2 separate regions of the Mus musculus genome follow, and region 2 is linked to region 1. Evidence: chromatin contacts called from public HiCAR-type data. All regions are on one chromosome and are shown on one strand. The core of a region is the stretch at or near the end of the contact, and the rest is flanking DNA. Distances in the headings are between cores, read along the strand shown.

Region 1 (3,673 bases), core at 990-3,489:
GGTAGCCAGGGCTAAATAAAGAGATTCTGTCAAAAAAAAAAAAAAACAAAAACAAAAAAAACAAAACCAGAGTTTTTAATGTATTTTCTCTAATGATTTCCAAATATCTCCCATTTCAAAGATGAAACTGATTCCAAGTGACTTAAGTGAACTGCTCAAGACCACATGGCATGGCTAGTATAGCTGTGATCGGGTCTAGAACACAGATCTTTTTGCCAGCAGCTGTCCGCCAGCCCCAGATCTCCAGCACTACATTCCACACTCCATGTAAGCAGACTGCTCTGGTCCCTGGGTCTCAGGCCTCTCAGGCTTTGAGAGAAGAGGCTCCTTGCCTAAAGCCTGTGACCTTGAATCAGAAACCATCCCATGCCCTCCCTCCCTTGGCACCTGCTCTATCGCTGAGGTCACCAGGGCTCCAGGCCCAGCCCTGAGGCCCGTCCCTGTAGCTTTGGCAGAATTGGACCTCTCAGCCTTTTGGCAACTAGACTCTCCAAAGGAATCAAGACAGGGGTGAGAGGACTTTTCCTCACTGGCCTCCTTCCCAGAACAGCCCATGGGTGGGAGAAAGGAACTTCCACGGGGACAGAGGCCCAGGAAGGAGGCCTCACCACACTGCAGGTATACTGGTCAGGCTCCAGAGCTCTGGTAACCGTTCCGGAATGACTACCCTGCACAACCTTCTAGAGGCCAAAGTTCTGTGCTTACCACTCCGTCCCGTGTAGAGAGCTCAGAAATTCATTTATGTCCCTCTTCCTCTGAATCCCCAAGTCAGGACAGGTCCCTCCTAGAGTCACTCCCAGAGGGAGTACTTTAGCCTGTACCTTGATCCATGTGGACTTCTCCAAAGCAGGGCCCGCACAAACCAGGAGCTTACTTTGAGAGAGTATCTTGCCTTGGCTCAGACTGGCCCCCAACTCAGGAATCTCTTGCCTCCAGGTGCAGGTGCCGTATTAACTGTTGGCTCAAGCCAGAGCAGCGGCACACAGCTGTAACCCAGGAGACAGAGGCAGGAGAATCTTTAGTTCAAGGTCAACCCCTGCTACACATTGAGATGCTGACTTGGTAATAATTAAACAGAAACTGCTGAACTAAGGAATAGGCTCCACTGAGGTTCCCTTACTCACCTGTAAAAAGGGGATGATACCACCTACCAACGAAAAAGTTGAGTGTGACCATGCCCTGAAGTAGGCTACAACCATCAATAGTCGGGTCTTATTTAATAACGTACTTTAAGGTGACAAGCAGTCTAGTGGCAGAAGTCAGGGGAAAAAACTGACTTCAGCAGAGGGTCGCGGCTTTCCGGGAGTTAAGGTGGCCGAGGCCGGAAGAACCCTCTGAATAGACAAATTGTCTTCGCGGAGTGAAGAACGACCCTGGCACAAGCTCAGAGGTCAGTAAATAAAGCCTGAAGCGCTTTCAGGCAGCGGCGACGGGTGGGACTGCGGAGAAAGGCGCAGGCGGGAGACATTCCGCAGGGAGGGGCTAGCACGTGTGGGGCTAGCATGAGGGAAGCAAGGTCACGTTCTCCGCCAGCAGGTGAGGCGCTGGGCAGCTCAGCCATCCGCGGTGTCCAAGGCAACTCTTTTCCACTTGTCTGGTAGGAGCAAGAGGGCTCAAAGGCCACTAGACCATGCTCTCTGTCCAGGCTCCAATTCTTTTTTACTTACGGCGACCGCGTCATTCCTCTCCGAGCCTCTGAGCCTCTTCTACAAGAAGAGGACATAGGACCGTTGAGATGGGTTTTTGGGTAAAGGCCCTTGCTGTCAAGCCTTGACAACCCCAGTTTGATACGTGGGACCCACACGGTGGAAGCAGAGAAGGGACTCCCGCGAGTTACAACGAACGCCCCAGTCTCCCACCCCTTCCCCATAAGTACGCCTACACGAGCATACACAATATAAGAATAAAACCACAGCGAATTAAAAAACAAGGCGGCAGAAGGATCAAGCGGCGTTTCTCCAGCGTGGCACCAGCTCAAGGGCGAGTTTCCTTTCAGTATGGCCGGGGGATGCTCTACTTGGGTTGCGGGAAGCGCCCCGCAGCCAGGCCAGGGATGGGTTAGATGGCACCAACAGGACCGCGGGCGCCGCTGACGTAGGCGACGGGAGGGCTGTGGGGGATGGGCCCCAGCCCTTTGCGGGAGTGCAAGCCCCGGCTTCCTATTTCGGGAGCGAGGGGTGTGGGCCACTTTCATCATGTGATGCGAGGGCTATTTAAAGAGGCTGTCCAGCCGGGAGCTGCGGTTCTCAGTGCCTGCTCGCCTCCTCACTCATCGCACCATGGCGGACGCCTTTGTCGGTACCTGGAAGCTAGTGGACAGCAAGAATTTTGATGACTACATGAAGTCACTCGGTGAGCGAACGAACGGCGCAGGATCTAGGGTCAGGAGGGCCGGCAAGGCGGTCTTGGCGCTGAGCTCCCAGGGGGAGTGCCCCCATGTGCCTCCCGCAAGCTCCTAGCCAGTCCAGACAGGGAATACTGAGGTGCGGAGGGTGGCCTGGGCTGAAGCCACTCCACTCCACCCCACCCCACCCCGGCCTCCTGGGAGGGGGGTGTCGCGGTCCAAGCTTGGCGAGCCTCGTAGCTGGAGGGGAAGGGTAGAGGCAGCTGTGGCCGCAGAGGTCCGGGATGGGAGGCTTTCTAGGAAGCAGTGTAGGTGATCCGGAGGTGGAAAGGGGAGGGAAAGAAGGGCGGGAGGCTGGCCGCAGGAGAAGGCAAAGAGGAGCATGGTGGTCCAGAAATTGAATTCCGAAAGGGAATAGAGCAGATAGGAGTGTACAGAGCCTGGAGGAAGACTAAAGAAAATCAGTGAATTCCATCTGGGAAGAGGTGAAGATACAGCCAGGCAGTCAGCAACAAGCCCTACCCCTCCATGTTGGGGTAGTGAAGAGGCCTCTCTCTGGAAGATGCCCTGGTTCTCACCAGCCTGACCTTCACCTACAGTGTGTGCAGCCACCCCTGGGATCAGTCGGAGACGCTGCTGCTAGAGCAGGGCAAGACGACCACTACACATAGGCTTCCCGGCCGCACCAGTCGGCCACCGGATCAGTGCTGGGGATAGGGTGAAGAAAGCCTGGGATCGAGCAGAGGGTGTCAGAAGAAAGGTGAAGAGCTATGAAGGGAGAGTGTGGCTTGGGGCTGGGGAAATTGTGTGGTGTGGGCGGTGACACAACGCCTTTAACCAGCACTCTGGGAAGCAGAGGCAGGTGAATCTCCCGAGTTCTAGGCCTGGTCTATACAGAGAGAATTCCAGGACAGCCAGGACTACACAGAGAAACCATGTCTTGAAAAAAAAAAGAAAGGAAGAGTCCCATGATTTACTTAATAGGAAGACAGCTTGGGACACATGAGCTCATCGCCTCATAGGAAAGCCCAGGATTTCTTTTTGAAGACTGAACTAGAGCCTTGTGCATGCCCCCTACTGCTGAGTTATACTCCCCACTCACACACACACACACACACACCCTCTTTTTACTCTGTGTAACAGGTTCTCACTAACTTCCCCAGGTTGGCTTTGATCTTGTAACCTGCCATCTCGGCCTTCCAAATAGTTGAGAACCCAGAACTACCTAGAGTTCTTCCCATTTCAACAGTGGGGAATGTCACATGAACCACTTATCCAAGACGGCCCCAGCCCTTCCTTTCTTGCCTTGAGCTTAGATAAAGACCTCTA
Region 2 (3,648 bases), core at 810-3,309, 240 kb after region 1:
GTGGGCCATGCCCAGAACTTGGGAGGCAGAGGCAGGTGGATCTCTCCAGAGTTCTAGGCTAGCCTGATCTACATAGTTGTAGGAGGACTGGTGGTGGTCGCCTCTGGATAAACTGGGATGTGGGGGTGGGGTGGGGACGCAGCCGCAGAGGCAACTCTTGCAGGAGGACCTAACTGAAGACTGCCTGAGAGACCAAGAATTGCTGACGGAGACAATGCCAGCCAAACGGAAACTGCTGCTTGGAAGAGATGCTTGCTTGGAACCAATGGGACACAGGTGGAGAGTATAAAGGGCGCCCCTGTGGATTATTAAACAAGCTTGTGGCAGCGTTCATATGAGCTGGCTCCGGCATTCTCACCTGCTCCTGGAGTCTGTGCCCTTGACTCTGTACCTCCTCATCTCCAACCCCCGCGAGCACAGGCAGCACAAAGTGAGTTCCAGGCCAGCCAGAGCTCTACAGGGAAACCTTGTCTCAAAATATAAAAGAAGTAGATAAGCTGATCTTAAAAATCATATGGGAATGTCAGGGAGCCTAAATGACATTAGTCTTTAAAAAGACCATTAACTGGGGCTGGCAAGATGGCTCCGCAGGTAGTCACTTCCCACCAGATTAGGAAAACCTGACAGTCTGAGTTCAAGGTGAAGGAGAGAACTGATCACGCAGAGTAGGTCCATAAACCTACATATAACCGCTGGTTCACCCCGAATAAAGTGTATTTGTTTACATCTGCCACCAAATAGGATTGTCTCAGAGAGCTGCTTCATTAAGGATCACAGAGGGGAAGGTCTTCTAAAGAGCCTAGCCTAAGACTCCCGAGGAAGGCTTCTCTCCTCCAGTTTCTCCCCTGCCCTCAGTTCTCCGCTCCCAATCAGACCAGATTCTTCTCTGTCTCCCCTCTCTGCATGGCACCCAGGGAAAACATAGACCTCAGATCCCCCTCTCCAGAGACGAGACCAGGGACCACCATGGACCCCCTGTTTCAGACAGACTTTGCCCTGCCCCCTCCCAGCGGAGAGCCAGGACACAATATGACAACTCAGGTTGGACCAACCTACACACAGGCGCTAAGTGTGAAGCTCTTAGAAACATAGGCCTAGCAAGGTATGGTAGCACACACCTTTAATCACAGCACTCGGGAGACAGAGGCAGGCAGAGCTCTGTGAGTTTGAGGCCAGCCTGGTGTACAGAGTGAATTCCAGAGCCAGCCAGAATTATACAGTGAGACTCTATTTCAAAAGACACACGACCTTGGATTAGATGACAGCTCTTTTTGTTAAGATGCCAAAAATCACAATCAGCCAAAAAAAAAAAAGTAGGTGAGTTGAACATCATAAAAATGAAGAACTTGCTGGACCTGAGACAGAAGAATCTAAAGTTCAAGACCCCCTTGAGCTACAGAGTCAGTCTGAAGCCAGCCAGGGCTGTATGATTCTTAGTCTCAAAAAACATTTTAAAAAACGTAATGGAGTATGTGGCAGCGGCAGCGGCAGCAGCAGGACACAACCACTCAATCCTAGCACTCGGGAGGTAGAAGTAGGTGGATCTCTGTGAGTTTGAGACCAGCCTGCTCTACAAATTGAGTAGTCAGGGGCTACAAAAAGAAATACCCTGTCTCACCACAGATCACACATACACACACACACACACACACACACACACACACACACACACACACACACACAGAGCAAGCAAAATTACTCTGTTTAGTGCTCTGAAGGAAGGGTCCAGGAAGACAGCTACAGTGGGCACGGTCAGGAAGGCTTGCCTGAGTGGGGGTGGCAATGGATTAATGCAGAGGTCCCGTGGAGGGGGGGGGGGCTGGAACACACCCATCTGAGTAGAGCCAAAGGCATGGAAGACACAATAGGAAGGGCTACTGTGTCTGGAGGACCGACCTGGCAGAGCATGGAAGCAGCCTGGGTCTGGGGAGTGGGGCTAAACACCACCCTGGAAATATTAAGTCACCTGATGTGGGGTCACCCCTCCTGGCTGATGTCACACTTCCTATGACCGGAGCAGGGAGACAAAGCGCCCCATCCCTGGCTGACTGAGTGGCCCTCCTGCCTTGAGGCTCCCGGGAAGGAAATGCTGATGAAAACCAGCCTCACTGCTATGGCAACGGCAACCACTTCTGCCTAAGAGCCAGGTGGGGAATTCTGCCCAGCAACAGCCCTGGGTGTCAGGAGCCAGCAGGCAGAGATGCACAAAAGCCCCTCCACCTCAGGATCCCAAAGTAACAGTTCCATCCCCGGCTAGGATCCCAGCAGACACCAACATCTGGACAGCCCTGAAAGGTGCCCACTGTAGGTTAATGCTCTGGGTTAGTATTAGCCCTGTGGAATGGATGACGACTATGGAGGCTTGAAGGGATGAGGGAACCTAATCCCTTAGCCCCCTTTCTTTTGCACAGCCATCACCCTCCACAGGCTGAAAGTTTACTGCATAGGTGTTAGTGTCATTAGCATTAAGGACTCAATGATAAATAAAAGGAGGGAGTGTCTCTCACACCCACAGCCACTTTCGCTGGTTATCTTCCTGCCACAGGGGGGTGGGGTGCTTCATTCCAGTCTGGCCCTGTGAAAAGTTATTTGGGGTCTGAGGACAGGAGTGTGAGATGAGACTGCAGGAGAAGGGAGGGCTGCACAGGGCATCCCAAGGGGATAGCCCACTGAGTGGGCTTGACAGATTTCCGCTTTGAACTTGTGCATGATGACAGCGGCTAAGGTTCTGCACGCACTGCTAATATCTGGCTTGGTGCCAAGCTCTTGCATAGCCCATCTATCTTATTTAGCCCGCACGACTACAAATGAAGGGTCGTCACCCCACTCTTCAATGGAGGGCAGGCTCTAGCCTAAGATCTCTGGGCTAAGCAAGGCAATCTTCAGCAAGCCAGGTGGTGTGGCCAGAGCCCAAGCTCCTAACCAGATACCTCCAATCTGCCCTGGGCAGGCCTGGAGCTTGAAGAGGAGTGTCAAAGGGGCAAAGGGGAGGGTTGGTGAGATGGCTCAGTGAGTAAGAGCACCCGACTGCTCTTCCAAAGGTCCAGAGTTCAAATCCCAGCAACCACATGGTGGCTCACAACCATCCGCAACAAGATCTGACTCCCTCTTCTGGAGTGTCTGAAGACAGCTACAGTGTACTTACATATATTAATAAAATAAATCTTTAAAAAAAAAAAAGGGGCAAAGGGGACAGAACCCAGTCACCTCTTGCAATCCGTTCCTGGCCCTGAGCCAGAGTGCTGGGGCAGAATCTATTTGGGGGCGGGGGAGGGGGGGAGTAGCTGGCTATACAGGGGGCCAAGGGAACAGGTAAGGGAGGCCTGCTTCATGGAACCTACTGTGTGCTAACACTGAGTAGGGCTCATTGCATGAGGTATTGTACTATAGCTCCAAAGTGCCAAGAAGAGGCAGTAACAGCTGACACCCTATGCCATGTGTCTCCTGGTTCCAGAAAGCCTCGATCCACCTGACACAGACATGAGGGGCAGACTGGGATCTTTGCACTTTGGAAAACTGAAACACAGAGTCATCACCTAAGATCACAGGGCTCTGAGGACTTCCACCAGGGTGTGTGGCTGGAGTGCCCAGCTCTTCCCACACTCACGGCCCTGTCAGCTGCTCCAGCGTCTCTCCACGCAGGACACC

What was found. HiCAR-type assays count read pairs that join an accessible place to other places.
Region 2: a HiCAR-type map of astrocytes shows a contact between it and region 1, with 2.7 times the contacts expected there. The contact joins the enhancer-like site here to the promoter of Fabp3 in region 1. A contact is called at or near these places in 4 of 39 promoter capture datasets (embryonic stem cells, hippocampal neurons and neural stem cells), 3 of 15 datasets of contacts at CTCF or cohesin (the G1E-ER4 cell line, the NIH/3T3 cell line and large pre-B cells), 6 of 484 Hi-C or Micro-C datasets (bone marrow-derived macrophages, cranial neural crest, cumulus cells and 1 more), 22 of 115 datasets of contacts at active chromatin or transcription factors (astrocytes, bone marrow-derived macrophages, craniofacial prominence and 12 more) and 5 of 9 other capture datasets (adipose tissue, embryonic stem cells, liver and 2 more).

The regions. Positions count from the first base shown.
Region 1 is chr4:130,306,499-130,310,171 of GRCm38.p6, forward strand. Fabp3 (fatty acid binding protein 3, muscle and heart) reads left to right here and starts at 2,240. Exons shown (of 4, transcript NM_010174.2): 1 at 2,240-2,352. The coding sequence starts at 2,280. It overlaps Gm10570 (a long non-coding RNA gene), which reads right to left and starts at 1,207. Exons shown (of 4, transcript XR_868203.3): 1 at 1,125-1,207; 2 at 822-986.
Region 2 is chr4:130,550,407-130,554,054 of GRCm38.p6, forward strand. All of the region lies in intron 1 of Nkain1 (Na+/K+ transporting ATPase interacting 1), which reads right to left. Among named protein-coding and RNA genes, the nearest start is that of Nkain1, 22 kb to the right of the region's middle. Within about 2 kb of position 2,060, at least 55 of the 459 cell types and tissues checked have an H3K27ac peak or open chromatin away from gene starts, as enhancers often do. A contact at or near this core is called in astrocytes, craniofacial prominence, hippocampal neurons and 2 more, where this site is marked.